Regions from separate parts of the Mus musculus genome. Here all the other regions are linked to region 3. A link is a contact called in public Hi-C and HiChIP or PLAC-seq data. All regions are on one chromosome and are shown on one strand. Each heading gives the region's core, a stretch centred on a gene start, on an enhancer-like site or on the middle of the called end of the contact. The rest is flanking DNA. Distances are from core to core; before and after follow the strand shown. Region 1 has its middle 20 kb from the start of Gm31276. Region 2 overlaps Arl15 (ADP-ribosylation factor-like 15). Region 3 holds the start of Arl15 (ADP-ribosylation factor-like 15).

Region 1 (2,822 bases), core at 134-2,633, 38 kb after region 3:
CACTAAACTTTCATGAGTTCATGACACTTCAGTCAAATGTGTGATGTATGTTTGTGCGGTAAATGTGGAGTGGCCTTTAGGAAATACCAGGATGGATATATTTTGAAGGATATTTTACCTCCCTGTGTGACTAAGACTCAGGACTGAACATCTTTTGCTAATGTTTTCAAAAGCATTTTGTAGGAGAGTGATTGGTCCTAATAGCACCACTGCCTAGGTCAGAGATGGGGGGAAAGTAACAGGGACAAACCAAGCCTGTTTGGTAGGTGTACTGGCTGGTTTTGTGTTAACTTGACATAAGCTGGAATTATCACAGAGAAAGGAGCTTCAGGTGAGGAAATGCCTCCATGAGATCCAGCTGTAAGGCATTTTCTCAATTAATGATCAAGCAGGGAGGGCCCCTTGTGGGTGGGACCATCCCTGGGTTGGTAGTCTTGGGTTCTATAAGAAAGCAAGCTGAGCAAGCCAGGGGAAGCAAGCCGGTAAGTAACATCCCTCCATGGCCTCTGCATCAGCTCCTGCTTCCTGACCTGCTTGAGTTCCAGTCCTGACTTCCTTTGATGATGAACAGCAACGTGGAAGTGTAAGCAGAATAAACTCTTTCCCCCCCCAACTTGCTTCTTGGATGTGATGTTTTGTGTAGGAATAGAAACCCTGACTAAGTCAGTAGGAATGTGGCGGATTTGTGTATGTCCTGCTGTTGCACTGCTTTCCCACTGTGGCAACACAGTTGAACGGTCTGCAACAGAGGTCATCGACCTACAGAGATAGGAATACTTACCCCTCGAACCTTTACTGGAAAAAGATGCTAATTCCTGGTTTATGTAAGAAAATTTGCCAGCAGCTCTCTTCAGGAGGTTTTTCTTTTTCAGAAAGGATATGCCCTGAGGTCTTGCCACAGGCTGACAAAATAGGACTAAATGTCTTTTGAGAGTACAAAAGGAACTGAATGTGAAGAAACGCTTGAGGAAGAGTCCTGGGCGCTGAGGCCTCTGGGTCAACTATGTTCTTTATTATACTGGTTGCCTCGCACAAATTGTTAGTTGTAAAACCCCTTGGGAGGATATGTGGAGCACCCTAACTTCTACCCCAAAGAATCCAAAAGTTAGGGATTCTGACAGTTAATTGTGACCATCTTGATAGGATAAGGTTTCTTGGTTGAGACAGAGAACTGAATCCTGAAAGTTGTCCTCTGGGTGCATGTGCACCCCACACACTCACACACACACACACACACACACACACACACACACACACGGGCGCACACACACACACACACACACACACACACGTGCACACACACACACACACTCACACACACACACACAAAATAAAGTTACTATGGAAACAGACTTCTGGGCATGTCTGTGAGTGTTAATTGCTTGATTAGGTTATGGAGGGGGGAGGACAGACCCTGACTGAATACCAGACTGAATGGGGAGGAGGAAGTCAGCTGAGGATCAGCAGTTCTCTGTTTTGTCACCGGTAATGTGACAGCTGTCCTAAGTTCCTGCTACCCTCCTTCCCTGCTGTGATAGACGGGCTGTATCCTCAGACCGAGAGCCTCAAGTTGCTTCTGTCGGGCATTTTTGTCTCAGCAACAAGGCAAGTCACTAGTACAGGGATCGTTAAATGTTATTAAAGCTGAGGAAAGAGAGAACACCCTGATCTGTGAGATTAAGCGATGACAAAATGCATAACACAGCTGTAGAACTCAACATGTGATGTTCTATGCATTATTAAATAATTTCCTGTTCTTACCGTTGCAATACCATTCCTTCAAACAAGCAAACAAACAACCCTTGAATTTCTCCTGCAAGGGACATGTTGAAAGAAACAAAGGAGAATGAGACACCAACAACCAATGATACAGGCTGCTAACTCTATGCCAAGACCCGGTTCTCCAGGCCCTGAGAGTGTTGGAGCCCCAGAGCAATGAAGAACTTTATAGCAGCCAAACATGTGGGTTCTCCAGAGGCTGCTTCCAACTACAGAATCACAAGGCACTCCATGAACATACAAACCTGCCATGATCTTCCCACATCCCTTGCTTGTCAAACCTGGATCTAGAAAGAGCTAGACCTGGAACCCAGCAAAGAAACTCAGGAATAGACTAGGGTTTAAAGAAATAAGTCTGATATTCAAAACCAAACAAGAAATACTGGTAAGTAAAAGATATTAGGAAATAAGTCTTCACTCTTCCCTTGTGCCTCTGATGGGTTCAAAGTTCACCGGCACACACTTCATTCTCTGCTTAGCCTGAAGTTCAGCACTTAATGAGGTCAGTCTTAATGATTAATCAGCGCCAGCACAGCCCTGGGGCCAAGAGGGGACTTTAATTTCCTTTTACAGACGAGGAAAGGGAGGATTTGAGGAGTCACTACACCTTCTATCGTTCAGGTTTCCTCTTGAGGATTGAGAACACATTTCAGGGTGTCTGATTCCTATAGTGTTCCTCCAGGTCGCCCTGGAGACCCAAGAACTTGGGCTCAGACTCACTGGACTTTTATCTCATACACTGCACGACCTCATCATTAGGGGGAATCTCTGTTTGTGCTTCCTTCTCTTTGAAACAGTCAAAGTTCCTGCTTATGCTCAAGTGGGAACTGAAGCTCAAACATGATTGCAGGTATGACGTTGTGATTCCGTGGGCTCCACAGAATCTGTTTTCCTGCATACAACCTGCCCCACTGAAAAACAGAAGCAAAACTACAGTAACAGTGGCAACAACAGCATTCAAGAACTCAACCACAGTGTCTTAAAAAGAAACAGCAATAATTTTACTAGTTGCTTACAAGGCTTACCTTTTCCTGGCTACATGG
Region 2 (2,761 bases), core at 10-2,509, 34 kb before region 3:
ACAATGGTCCCATCTCCAGTGTCACCACATTGATAGTTCAAGCTTCGGCATACAAACTCTTTAGGGGACAGATCTCAAACCACAGCACTTATTTTATGAGCCTTGAAATGAATCCACATGCAGATTCTCTTCACGGAGTAAGCAGAGGTGAACACCTGCAGGGGCCGAGGCTCAGGCTAAATGTGAGGTATTTACTGATGAATACACTGTTATTGGAAGTCCTGCTATTCCCAGATCCTAGATGTAAATGACTGAGTACAGCTCTATCCTCTAAGGGGACACTCCAAAACCTTCACGTTTCTAAAACTTCAGATAATACCAAATCCTATATGCAGTATATTTACCTTATACATACATTCTCATGTCAAACCTTAATTAATACATTAGGCATAGCAAGCAATTAATAACAGGTAATGAAACAGAGAGACTCAATAGGATGACTTCAATGGAATAAAACTGCCCACATCACTAGCTTTGCGCCTTTCAGCCCACTGTTAAAAATTATTTGAATATAAGCAATGTAATACTGTGACAGTTGATCTAACAGGAGCCACTAAGCTAAATGACCTTAGCGATCAAGGAATATATATATATATATACAGCATACATACACCAGACCTAAAGGGGATTCATATACTACTGGAGTGTGGGAGACAGTTCAAAATCCATCTTGCAGCTCAAAATAGCATGCAATTTAAACTTATTTCTGGAATTTTCCATTTAGTGTCTTTGGATTCACACTCTGCTGTGTTGACTCACCGCAGCAGCCACAGAGATATGTCACTCAAACTTCCCTTCCACAGAAGTACAGTTGATGTGTCAGCTCCCAGCTGCCACAACTTTGGGCTCACCACAATATTTGTGCTGAGCTGTGTATCTGCCAAGGCCCAAAGTTAAGAGGCCTGGAGGTGAGATAGTTTCCTTCCAACATGGAACTTCTTAGGGAGGCTCCACCTGCCCAGCATCAACCTCCTCAGAGCCGTGTCTAGAATCCATCTTCTCCAGCCCTCTTCCCTCCCCACTTTAATAGGTATCTGATGAACAGAGGCTCTCTCTCTGCTCCTGCTGGTCCCCATTATTGTCTGGATCTGAAATGTGCCAACAGGTTCAGGTGCTAAAGGCTTAAATCTCCAGCAGAAGGCATTATCTATATGTTCAAGGAACTTTCGAAGGTGAAACCCCATAGAGTAAGTAGAAGTAGGTCAATGGGGCAGCTTTTCCTCTTTTAAGATCTCTTCTCAGATATGTGGTCACCATGATGTGGTGACAGTGATGTGGTCACAGTGAAAACGAAACTAATAAACTCTCCCCCGCCCCCTTCAGCCACCCCCATACTCCTCCAACTCAATTTTGAAATGCCAAACCCAAACTTGCTGTTTGCATCTCAGAAGACTAAGATTTCTTCATTTTTCTGGGGACAAACACCCACCTGTGATATGCCACTAAGCAAAAGGTGGAATAACTTTAGCTCTCATAACGGAAAACTAAAGGAAAAGCGCTCCCTTGCATACAACGGAACATCCAACATCCATGTACGACGTGCCCTGTGCCAGATGCTGTGTGTCTTAGTCAGGGTTTGTATTCCTGCACATCATGAGCCAAGAAGCAAGTTGGGGAGGAAAGGGTTTATTCGGCTTACACTTCCCACATTGCTGTTCATCACTAAAGGAAGTCAGGACTGGAACTCAAGCAGGGCAGGAAGCAGAAGCTGATGCAGAGGCCATGGAGGGATGTTACTTTCTGGCTTGCTTCCCCTGGCTTGCTCAGCTTGCTTTCTTATAGAACCCAGGACTACCGGCCCAGCGATGGTCCCACCCACAAGGGGCCTTTCCCCCTTGATCACTAATTGAGAAAATGCCTTACAGCTGGATCTCATAGAGGCATTTCCTCAATAGGGGCTCCTTTCTCTGTGAGAACTCCAGCTTGTGTCAAGTTGACACACAAAACCAGCCAGTACACTGTGCAACAGGCCCAGAGATGTGAAGACAAACACAGACACAAGACCAGCTCCTGTTCTCAAGGACGCTGGGGACAGTCTGAGTTCTTATATTTTCCTTGGAATTCTGCATTATTCATTTTAAACCATCTCCTTAGGCTTTTTGGATACATTTGATACATCCTCTGTGAAACTGGGGTGAGAAAACAAAATGACTTTGGGTAAACCTTGGGCAATCCTTACTTAAAACCATCATTTGACATTCAAAAGGAAACAGTATCTCCTGCCTACAGTCTCAGAACCCTCTCCTTGGACCTTCAGAGGGAAAAATGCCAAGACATTTTGCCACTGAATCTTAAGTTGTTTTTTTTTTTTTTAAAAAAAAGACTTGTCTAATGGTTACCCTCAGAGATGCCTCCCATATTCCTGAAGAAATAGGAGTGAGGCGATAGATAGTCAATTCACCCAGCCTCGAAACAAAAAACAAATCCCAACCATCTTTCTTCCGTTGCTTTCTTATTGCTGCAATGTGAAATACAGAGTAAGAGAGACATCGTTTATAGAATAGCATTCCAGGCATTAAAGTAGAACACTATTGCTCCGTTGAAAGCTAATTTCCTTCCCTCCACTCTCAGTGTCTTGACCTTACACTACTGATCATTTTAGTCTAGACGATTCTTCAGAGATTAGCAATTATGAGATGTGTAGCAATCTCCCGGCTTAGACTCGCTAGATGCCAATAGCCCCCCTTCCATCATTACCCCAGGTTGTAACAACCCAAAGTCCCCCTTGTGTTGCTATGGATCCCTGTAGGGCAAAGTGGAG
Region 3 (2,737 bases), core at 173-2,672:
AATAGCCTCCTGGACATATTTGAGAATCATCAACCTACAAGGACGCTTAAAGAATGTTCACAGATAGCCCACCTAACCTGGCGCAGCGATAACACCCCTTTATGACAAAGATAGAAGTCACTGCCATGAATACATAGACAGCAAAACCAAAATTCAACTGAGACTCTGACTTCGGCTCTGTTCTCAAGGTCGCGCACTAACTGGTCTCCATCCTTGCCAGTTTCTACACACCTGAATAAACCCTCATACACTGGTAACGTTACAACGCAGCCCTCTCTTTCTTGGTCTGGAAAGTATTCGGTCTTTCTCCGTACAGCCTTAAGTGTAATTCCTAGAAGGCACTGACAAATCTCTGCTAGGCCAATCTGCAGTGGAAAAACCATGTGTCCTACAGGATGACAGAAGGGCCAACACTTCTAACCCTCTACTTCAGCACTGCATGGCAACAGCCGTTCGTTCTGACACCATCCACGCAGAAAATGGGCAGGATCGAACACGGTTCATGTCAAAAAGGATCTGCTTGACCACAAACAGGCAGCTCTGTGGAAATACAATTTCTGGAACGAAAACACGAGGCTTGCACAATTCTAGAAACACGTCTAAGTGTTCCGTTCCAGCGCTGTGCTAAAAAAACTTTTCCTACCTAAACTTCCCAGCACGGGGCTGATCTCAAACCGATTGCCAAACCATGCACACCATGCACAAAAGCGGCGTGCACCACAACCACAGCCGCGGGGCAATGCCTGTCCCTGCCCAATCCTGCTCAGGCCGGGTTGCAATGTGGTTTAGTCCAGTCTACTTTCTGGTAATGTGTTTTTAAAATCCCGCCACGACCCAGGTCATTCCTTTAGAGATCTAATAACGACCAAATGACCGGACCTGCCAGGCACTTAGCGAGCCATTCTGCTTATGGCTCTTTAATAGCTCTTGGAGTTCTGCTAAGAGGAGAGCGGAAAACTCCAGCTTCCCCGGAAAGAAAGTCCTGCGCCGGGAGCGCGGAGAGGCGCGCGGAGCGTGGCCCCATCTCCCGCAGTCCCGCCGGTCCCCTCCGCGCCTTTACCTGTCAGCCCGTCCTCTCCCCCCGCCGCCGCCCCTCAGAGCCAGCCCCGGGAGAAAGCAACCCAAGGCATCCCATCCCAAAGAAAGAAAGCCGAGAGGCTGCTGCTCCAGGCAGGGGGCCATGGGCCACCGCGAGATCCGAGAGGCGACATGCCGCCGGCGCCCCGCACCTACCAGATAATCCATGTACAGAAACGCCTCAGTTATCCGGAGATCAGACATCCGGCAGCCTAAAGCATCCGGAATGGCTCCGAACCCGGAAAAAAAAAAAAAGCAGCAGCGTCTCGGGCTGCCAGCGAGCAGCTCCTGAAAAAGCCAGCAACAGCGAAGATCGCCGAGAGCAGCCGAGGAGCCGAAGATTACACCAGGGAAGCGACGATTGGCTGGGAGGGCGGGCCGAGGAAAAGGAGCGCGCTCATTGGCCGGAGTGTCTATAAAAGGCAGTCCCCCCGGTGGAGGGCAGCAGAGAAGCGCGGGACCCGGGACGGTGCTGGTTCCTGTTTGCTGGGGGAGGGGCGGGCGGAAACGCGCTGCGGCCCCGGGAGGCCGACTCTCAGCCTCTAGTCCGCTCGAGACCCGGCAAGCAGCCTGCCTGAGATTGAAGAGCAGCGGCGGCGGCGTCCCCGCCCACCCCTCCTTAAGAAAGCAGCCCAGGGCGGTGGGAGGCAGTTGCCCCGAGCGCCTTCCTGTGGCCTTGAAACGCCCTGGACCTGCGGATTAGAAGGGCAGACACCTTAAAGAAGGCAAACTGTGCAGTACTGGGGACTGCATTGACCCTCCAGGGTGTGGGTGTCTGCTACGGCGGACAACTTGAACTTGACCTTCCTGCGGCTCAGCACCAGTGCAGTCCAGACTAGGAACCTAGAGACTCACAAGTAAATTGATCACCCCAAACATTGAAGGAGACAGGCATCTGATCTTTGCATGCTTAATCCAATGTACCTGAATAGAATGAGCGGTGGGATTGTGAAAGTCCTCTAAAGGACCCAAGTAATACTGTTTGTGAACCTTATCTTAGGAAAAACAGAGCCGGTGCACTTGAGACTTGTGCGTTTCCTAAATTAAAAAAAAAAAAAAGAAAAAAAGAAAAAAAAAAGCAAGCCGGGCGGTGGTGGCGCACGCCTTTAATCCCAGCACTTGGGAGGCAGAGGCAGGTGGATTTCTGAGTTCGAGGCCAGCCTGGTCTACAGAACGAATTCCAGGACAGCCAGGGCTACACAGAGAAATCCAGAGAAACCCTGTCTCAAAAAAACAAACAAACAAACTTGGGGCCCGGGCAGTGGTGGTGCACGCCTTTGATCCCAGCACTTGGGAGGCAGAGAGGCAGGCGGATTTCTGAGTTCGAGGCCAGCCTGGTCTACAGAGTGAGTTCCAGGACAGCCAGAGAAATACAGAGAAACCCTGTCTCGAAAAACCAAAAAATAAAAAATAGAAAAATTTTAAAATTTTTTTAAAAAAGAATTACTTGGAATTGAGTGAAAATGGGAGTCAAGCGAGATAAAGACAACGGTCAGTTCTGGATTTTTTTTCTTTCACCTCCAAGATTCAGGCTAGAAAGGACAGTCAAGGCAAAGGTGAGACAAGATAAGCATGCCATTTGGAGTTGGGTATGGAGAGGAGTAAAATATAGAATGGCAAGAAAATAAAAATCAAAATTGAATCTACTGGCTTAGTGCAA

What was found. A called contact is a pair of places that touch in the nucleus more often than the background predicts. HiChIP or PLAC-seq counts read pairs in DNA pulled down with a chosen protein or histone mark.
Region 1: a Hi-C map of the G1E-ER4 cell line shows a contact between it and region 3, with 2.8 times the contacts expected there. The contact joins the enhancer-like site here to the promoter of Arl15 in region 3. A contact is called at or near these places in 3 of 39 promoter capture datasets (embryonic stem cells, frontonasal cranial neural crest and macrophages), 6 of 484 Hi-C or Micro-C datasets (the G1E-ER4 cell line, embryonic stem cells, morula and 1 more) and 8 of 115 datasets of contacts at active chromatin or transcription factors (the SCID.adh cell line, bone marrow-derived macrophages, embryonic stem cells and 3 more).
Region 2: an H3K4me3 HiChIP or PLAC-seq map of bone marrow-derived macrophages shows a contact between it and region 3, with 4 times the contacts expected there. The contact joins the enhancer-like site here to the promoter of Arl15 in region 3. A contact is called at or near these places in 1 of 39 promoter capture datasets (macrophages), 1 of 15 datasets of contacts at CTCF or cohesin (CD8 T cells), 9 of 484 Hi-C or Micro-C datasets (CD8 T cells, bone marrow-derived macrophages, embryonic stem cells and 5 more), 12 of 115 datasets of contacts at active chromatin or transcription factors (CD8 T cells, the HPC-7 cell line, the SCID.adh cell line and 4 more) and 1 of 9 other capture datasets (adipose tissue).

Annotation. Positions count from the first base shown.
Region 1 is chr13:113,754,637-113,757,458 of GRCm38.p6, reverse strand. No RefSeq gene overlaps it. Among named protein-coding and RNA genes, the nearest start is that of Gm31276, 20 kb to the right of the region's middle. Within about 2 kb of position 1,383, at least 20 of the 459 cell types and tissues checked have an H3K27ac peak or open chromatin away from gene starts, as enhancers often do. A contact at or near this core is called in the G1E-ER4 cell line, bone marrow-derived macrophages, intestinal villus epithelium and 1 more, where this site is marked.
Region 2 is chr13:113,827,314-113,830,074 of GRCm38.p6, reverse strand. The region is part of intron 1 of Arl15 (ADP-ribosylation factor-like 15); the gene reads right to left. Among named protein-coding and RNA genes, the nearest start is that of Arl15, 34 kb to the right of the region's middle. Within about 2 kb of position 1,259, at least 68 of the 459 cell types and tissues checked have an H3K27ac peak or open chromatin away from gene starts, as enhancers often do. A contact at or near this core is called in CD8 T cells, the SCID.adh cell line, bone marrow-derived macrophages and 2 more, where this site is marked.
Region 3 is chr13:113,793,193-113,795,929 of GRCm38.p6, reverse strand. It overlaps Arl15 (ADP-ribosylation factor-like 15), which reads right to left and starts at 1,422. Exons shown (of 5, transcript NM_172595.4): 1 at 1,234-1,422. The coding sequence starts at 1,281.